Linked DNA regions of Gasterosteus aculeatus: region 1 is linked to region 2. Evidence: chromatin contacts called from public Hi-C data. All regions are on one chromosome and are shown on one strand. Each heading gives the region's core, a stretch centred on a gene start, on an enhancer-like site or on the middle of the called end of the contact. The rest is flanking DNA. Distances are from core to core; before and after follow the strand shown. Region 1 holds the start of col28a1a (collagen, type XXVIII, alpha 1a). Region 2 has its middle 5.9 kb from the start of LOC144383600.

Region 1 (3,959 bases), core at 545-3,044, 38 kb after region 2:
GGTCAATTTTATTTCTTTGCATGATTTGTCCTAGTGGGAGCATGTAGATGTTGAATAAAGTCGGCACTAAGATCGAACCTTGGGGGACTCCACACGTTACGTCAGTTGTTTCTGATACGAAGTCACCAATGGAAACAAAATAGTTCCTGTCTTGTAGATATGACCTGAACCAGCTTAAGACTGTGCCTGAGAGCCCCACCCAGTTTTCCAACCTGTCCAAAAGTATTGAGTGGTCGACAGTATCAAATGCAGCACTGAGGTCTAATAGCATTAATATTGAAGTTTTGCCAGAGTCTGTGTTAAGACGGATGTTTAGCATGTTTAGCTCACTGTCTAGCATCAGAAAGCAGCTGGGAATTTTGACAAAATTACAGACTATCATCCTATCTTATTAGCTTAATTTCACTATGCAGTTCTTTATCTTAATCAAAAGAGAATTTTTCCCAGATATTCTGAATGTCACCTCATGTTAGCCTACCAACCTTTGACCACTTGTTATATTAACAGGTGTGTAATTGTGCACCAGTTCACTTCAGAAGACTGTTTATTCCTAGCAGTAGCAAACTGATATGTTATAAACGTAGAGGATCTATGGAGGAATGTTTTCTCTGGGGTTGCAGGCAACAAGCTCAATGATTGGTAACTTCTTGCAGCAAAGAGCAGTGGCAGGTCAAAGACATATCCGTGATTTATGTGAGGAATCGGGCGTGATGCGTCGTCCCGGCCTGTCTATATGAGTTATTGGAGCAGCTAATTAAGATTTCTCATACCGACATCCTCCAGGTCTCTTGCAGTCACTAAACCTTCTCGGGTTTCACATTTGGCTCCATAAAGATTAGTTTGAGAACATCCCTTTTTCTCTCCACCACCCTGATAGAGCCATATTTTCAGTCCAACCTCAGAGTACATGTTCTGTCTTCTTCACCCTACATTACACCCTGTTATTGTGTTGACTTTGTCTTGGATGCTATCCAGATATTCCTTGCAGTGAAAGATGGCTGGTAGATGCAATAACTTGTACATGCTACCTGCTACTTTTTAAGTTGCACTTAAAAAACAAATATAATTTTGAAAGTGGTGGAAATAGACTTCAAAGTTCAGTACTTTAAGCTTCTTTTGTCAATCATTTTAAAACAATGAAATTAATAGTTACATGTAAAAAGTGATGAGCCATTACTCATTAACCTGGTGTCCAACAGGCAGATGTTTTCCAAAAAGACAAGCTCTGACAAACCTACAACAAAGAGAAGGATACTTTTTTCTCCTGAGCAGTTGGTGGAGACCAAAGCAGAGCCAGAAGGGAGCGAATGTTACACATGTTTCCTTTCACAACATTTATCACATGTTTACAACTCTGACTTGGATGGATGGAGAGATTCCCATAGTTGTGTGGGGGGACAGCTACAACAATACACATCTCTCACATTCATGATTACACAATAATAGTTGGAATAATTTACGTGGTACAGCAATAGAATAACAGTAGAGATACTCCTTAACGATTACCTGATCATTTTTCTGTGACTGCAGGAGTTTTACATCTAAATGATTCCTTTTTCTTTCTCTTTGTGCTTTTCGATGTGTAAAAGGTTCCGCTGTTGTTGCATTGCCACCTATTTCAACTGAGTCCGTGATTAGTGAAAAAACGCTTCAAGCTACGACAGTTTGTCAGAACAAGTAGCCTTCAAAATAAAAGCAGCTGGCTATTTGAAGAACTACGAACTGCATCTTATATACTCATAATTGCATGTTGAAATTATGGAAGTATTTTCATATGTAAAGTTCTAGTTCCCAACCACTTTTAAAAAAGACGAAAGATGCAACGTATTCATGTGGAGCTTTACTTTGAAGGGGGCCAATAAGAAGTCTGTTTGTAATGTGGGAGACTTTCCCCGGTGTACTGTGGCCATCAGAACGAGGCACGCGTGCTGCTCTCACTAATGGATTAAGCCGGGGCTCTTATTCTCCCAACACACAGGTATGGCTCCTTTAAGCTTGGGGAACTCTTATGAAATATGTACATCATACTCTTTTAGGATGTTTTATTTTACTTTGTGGTACTTATGGTACCAGACACATGTTGTATATAGAAGTGGTTGAAATGGTGGAAAGTTTAGTTTTGTGGCACTACAGTAACAGCAGCAATTGCAGTTTACTCACATTTCTAAAAACAGTTTTGATTCCAAATATAATACCACCACTTCACAGGTAGAAGTATTATCTGAATAACCAGCAATATGTAGGCATGGTAATTGGCTGTAATCAAAGTATTTCTGTAGCAACACTCCAGCAGTATTCATAATACAATAGAATTATGAATCAAACCAATAATAGCACAATAAGGCTGATAGCAGTAATTGTAGTTTGTGGAAGTAGAAGCGATTAACATAATGCTATTATTTGTAGTAATTGCATCAGTGGTTTTGATAGGGGTGGGTGACATTAATAAAATCACGTTCTGCATATGCGTATTGCATGAAACCCTTTTAGATACTTCAAATGGCTAAAGTAGCCACATAGGTGCCAAAATCCTTTAGAATAAAATAATTAGATGACACAAGTCAGTCCTTTTCCATATATTGACCTTAAACCACAGTATGTATCGCCCCATTTCCCAACCTAGATGCTAGAGCAGCATTATTAGTATAATCGCCAGAACCACCAAAATGTAGTTCTGGCAGTTGATGTCTCAGAAGCATTCAAAATACAAACACTAGTATTAGTATTAGCATATGGTGATACGTGCAGCAGTACTAGTGGCAGATGTATCGAGGTAAAGGTAATAGTGATGATCTCTAACAGCATCTGGAAGACGAGGGGAATCGCCTGAGAGTGATCCTGTCTCCCACTTTTGCCCATGTGAAATTCCCGCCAACCAGTGATAATGTAACCGCTCAAATCTGCAACAAGTCTTCCTGCAGCCTCATTTACCACCAGTGCTGCTATATCCTTCTCTATATTTCTCCAGGCTATCGGCTGTACTAAACAATGACTATGCGGTGGCTCGAAAAGGTTCTGATCCTCACATTGGCCCTATCAAGTCCAACTACATGCCAAAAAAGAAAAGGGAAAGGACAAAGAGATGATTACCAGGTCATCATCAATGAGGCCAAAAGTAAGTGTGTTGAATAGAAATGAAATGTATAATGTATCACCTTGTCCAAAGACTTAGTACATTCTAGATTATTACACATCTTACATTATGTCAAAGCAACGAGCTGTGGCTGTTTACACAGGCGTGAGTTAAAGGACTTCAAGGGGACACATCATACTTTTTTTTAGGTTTGGGTATTTTGTGTTTTTTTTAACCATAAAATGCTTAAATACAGTCGCCATTGATTGTGAGCAATATATTGTGCCTTTTAGCAAATGTAGTTCTCTAGACGTGGCCTAATGAACCAGCATGTACTGTAGTGCCACTTTTTGTTGGTTGGTAAGCACTGAGAGGGCGCTATGCTTCTGGGAAGACACTGTCCAATGAGTAGTTTCACAGGGGTTACGTCATACGGAAGAACCAGAAGTTGCTGCCTCGACAAGAGTGTTTTCTATTTTGTCAAAGGGGTACATTTCTGTACAAAACTTGATCATTAAGACAGGACATCAGAATACAGGGCTGGGGTGTGATACATTATAGCAAACGGCTGTAGTGTTTTCCAGGTGGGGTGTGAATAATTAATTGGCAGAGCGGTATGTAAGACAACCTTTCTGCTCCCTGGTCTTGTATTCTGCGTTTTTCTTGAATACAAGTGGTTTAATATACAATTTGCACACAATCAAATTTCATTGGGTAGGTTCTAAAATCCAACTATTGGTTTCAGAAATGTTTTACAAATGTCAGAGATGTTCCAGGTAAAAATAGTTTTGGATGTGTGAAGGTGGAAGATGGGTTAAGGTGGAAGAATTGAGGCCACTGCTCCCTGAAACATGCATGTGAATGTTCCCTGCAGGAGTTTTAACAT
Region 2 (3,587 bases), core at 431-2,930:
AACTAATCGCACATTTCTAAATTCATTCATCTTGATTAATGGCGATTAATAAATTTGTTGTTTTTAATACAATTTCTTTTAAGACTAAATCTAAGTAATGAGTAATCACTTTTAAAAACATGTATTTTAGACACTGTTGTTTAATTGTTAATATTATTTTAAACACAAAATTACATTTGATCATCTTGGAGACAGAATTCCACCGGGTGGAACATGTTGAACCAGCAACTCTTCCAGCTAGCTTAGCCCAGCAGCTAGCTTAGCATAGCGGTGCTTTAAGTGGTCAGTTTGCCCCTCACCCCCTTTCTGTTTGACACATGGAGGAATTCCTCTGCACAGTTCTCTGTTGTATGTCGCGCCTCTGTTTATTTTACTTCCAATGCAAAAAGCTCTCCATCTTGAGCTACCGTCTCGTTTTCTCCGATGTAACTGACTGCAGCTAGAAGCCGTTTTGTCTCTGCTGCTTTTATTTGAATTTATCATTATTAATTGACTTTACTACTCAACTACTTATACACTTACAGCATGAATTTGGAGATCAAGTTGAGTCAAACAAAAATAGTCGGTAGCGCAGTTTCTTCGATCAGAGGATGGGGCGACTTGGGGGTAGTTGAGAGCTTTGTAAAGAAAATTTACTTTTTAAAACTTGTAGTATTGAGGGAAATCTCTGCAGTTGAACGGCCTGCAATTTAATTGGCCACTACCCCTTCCAATGCACGTCGAATGAAAGTACTTTGTTTTGTTACTGATCGGGCAGATTGTCAGATTATCTCTATTGAAAGAACCCAAATAAAAAGTGTTTTTCCCCTTTGACTTGATCCGATTGGTTTGCTGTTTTGTCCAATCAAGTCCCACTTCCCAAGACTGTTTTAATGCTGTGATTACCAACAAGGCCTCGTTGCTCAAATGCTTCTACCAATGAATCAATAAAGAACAATCCCCAAAATAGACATGTTTGTGTGGAAGAAGAAAATCAACACCCAATGAACAAAAAACATTGATTATGTTTGTACATTAATCAGGCTACATCCACACTGCTCCGTTAAACAATCTCCATCCACAGGGCGGTTTCAGCATAATTTTTGAGATGATCTGCTTCTACTTGGCCACCTTCGTAGACTCATGACCATTAACGTACACTAGAGATGATACGGTCAGGTAATCTGACAAATCTGGGAAGGATACGTCATGAATGGTAAGAACCAATGAAGTAGCGAACGTGGGTGTGGTTTTGAAAGTGTTCTCACTATAAAAGTGTAGTCAGAGAGGTCCTGAATACATGTACCCAGGCCATTGTTTGGAATTATTGAAAAAACTGTTTTTATAGGACAACAGATATGTCAACCAAGGGTTGAGGTGTTAAATGGGATTAAAAAGGAGGGAAAATTTACCTGTCAAGAAATATGATCTCTGACTTATGACTTGCCTGTGTGGACATCTCGGCTTTGAATCTGGCTTTTCATTAGCTTGTGAAAAAAAAACAGCAGGTCACAAAAAAAAACAGCTATGCGGATCCAGTCAGGGGAGCGCCGGGGGGTTGCGTTTAACCTCCGAGCTCTGCCTCCATGTCAGCAGGTCTGATTGGCTGAATGAGGGGGGCTCTGATTAAGGACCACTCTCACTAACTAGCCGCTCATTTAAAAGGCTTGATTGTTTCGCAACGGGAATGCAGAGTGAAGGGCAAAGCAACCGGTGTGATAATGTGGTGAACTCTGGGATGTCGTCATCCACCCGCAGGTCAGGTGTTCCAGCAGTTGGTTGCTGATTTGATGTCGTCCATCACCTTTTTTTTGTTTGTTTATGATAAATAGGGATTAGATGTACCAGGAAGCTTCGTCTGAATAGAGAAAACAGCAGCATGGCTAAGAAGGGGAGGAAACAGAGGATTACAAGAGTCTTGCTGCTACCTAATTTGATTTTAAAGAGTCTTACCTTTGTTCTGTGTGCCCTGTTTGGATTTTCTGGGAGGTGGAGATTAGTGCAGGAAAATCGAGTTTGTGACAAAGCCGATTAGCAGTTGAAACGGGGCCAACAATGGTTTTCTTCTTATGTGAGGATGTTTTAGTTAGCAGGAGGCATCTGCTTGTGCTCCAGCTGGACTGTGGTGCTTTACTGCCACCTACTGGATGATTGAACTCTTACGTGTCAGATAAAATGTATTATTCCTTTAAAAATGTTGAACATTATACCACTACGGTGGTTCTCTAATGTAGTAATGAAAATGTAGTCTGTAATAAATTAGATTTTGATCCTAGCAATATTTTAAACTTTAAATGTATGATTTTTCTAGAGCTATAAAATAAATCTCCCCATGGTCCAATTAGTAGCTTTTCTGAAAGTCTTTTTTCGCACAATTTTTCACACACACATTTTCTAATTTAATTATTTTTGGTAAATAAATGATTCAAGGTAGTGTTTTTCTATCCTACACCCCCATTTATCTGTTTTTCTAAAGCACTGTGAGACACGTGTCTCCTGCTACTGGGCCCTCGGCCCTTTAAACGGAGAGCCCACAAAGCAAAGCACTCAACAATTCTCTCCGTACGTTTTACATTTTCATTTGGACTTTAAGACTCACGACAGCACAGAAGGATCGAACACACAAGCTCAGGTATTCTAAGATGCCCACCACCTGCCCTCTGATTATTATCTCGATTATCTGTTTACATTCCATGGTGAATAATTATTTCAGTGCTTTTATTCCTGGAGATATTTTGGGCAAAGTAATAAGTAGTATAAGACCTATTCTGGATTCACTCATTCTGGTTGAGTTTAAAAGTCATATAATTGTGGGAATTCTGTCAGGCTCAGTGAATAGACACCTGATGACGCGGTTGAATATAATCAATATCTTCTGTCGGTTTCCCCCGCCGTCTTATTTTGAGTAAATGTAAGACTTGAAGACCAACACGGCACATTGTAAAAATATGGAAACAAATCTTTTCTTTTCTGTGGTGATTCTACATAATATAGAAAATGGCAGACATTAAAACATGGCATAATAAAAACACTGCAAAATAACCTTGCCAGACTATTTGTTGGTGAAGAAAGAAGGAAAACAAAATGGGATGTGGGATTCAAATAAAAAAGACAAAATTATTAGAAAAAAATATATATTCCAAACAAGTACATGTCCAAAGTATAAGCAAAATAAACTTACAATGTGTCAACATTATCACGTATTTGTGGGACATATATTAAGTTTGCAATATGTCACTGGTTCCGAGGACTACCAGTTCAATTTCCATACCAATCAATACAGGTTGTCACATATGAATATCTGCAAATCAATCTATCCCTCCGTAGAAGTAGGAGTGGATTTCTCAACTTTTTATTTATTCAGTTGTTTATTGATTAATCATTTTTATTTTCTTTGAATTTGTTTTGACTTTGACTGAATAAATAATCTGTGATAGCATTCCTTCCTAAATAAACCAGATTATTTTAAAGAAAGACAGGAATATGGTTTCCTGAATTCTTATTTAATGCATGAAAGGCATGAACAATTAGGCTAAGAAATAGATTCCTAAATCAATTCATTAAAAAACAACTGACTTACCTTTTATATTCTATCGATGAAGTAAATG

What was found. A called contact is a pair of places that touch in the nucleus more often than the background predicts.
Region 1: a Hi-C map of whole body shows a contact between it and region 2, with 2.1 times the contacts expected there. The contact joins the promoter of col28a1a here to the enhancer-like site in region 2. A contact is called at or near these places in 3 of 6 Hi-C or Micro-C datasets (skeletal muscle, tail fin and whole body).

The regions. Positions count from the first base shown.
Region 1 is chr10:2,058,306-2,062,264 of fGasAcu3.hap1.1, forward strand. col28a1a (collagen, type XXVIII, alpha 1a) reads left to right here and starts at 1,795. Exons shown (of 35, transcript XM_040189405.2): 1 at 1,795-1,978; 2 at 2,969-3,115. The coding sequence starts at 2,989.
Region 2 is chr10:2,020,156-2,023,742 of fGasAcu3.hap1.1, forward strand. No RefSeq gene overlaps it. Among protein-coding and RNA genes, the nearest start is that of LOC144383600, 5.9 kb to the left of the region's middle. Within about 2 kb of position 1,681, at least 1 of the 9 cell types and tissues checked has open chromatin away from gene starts, as enhancers often do.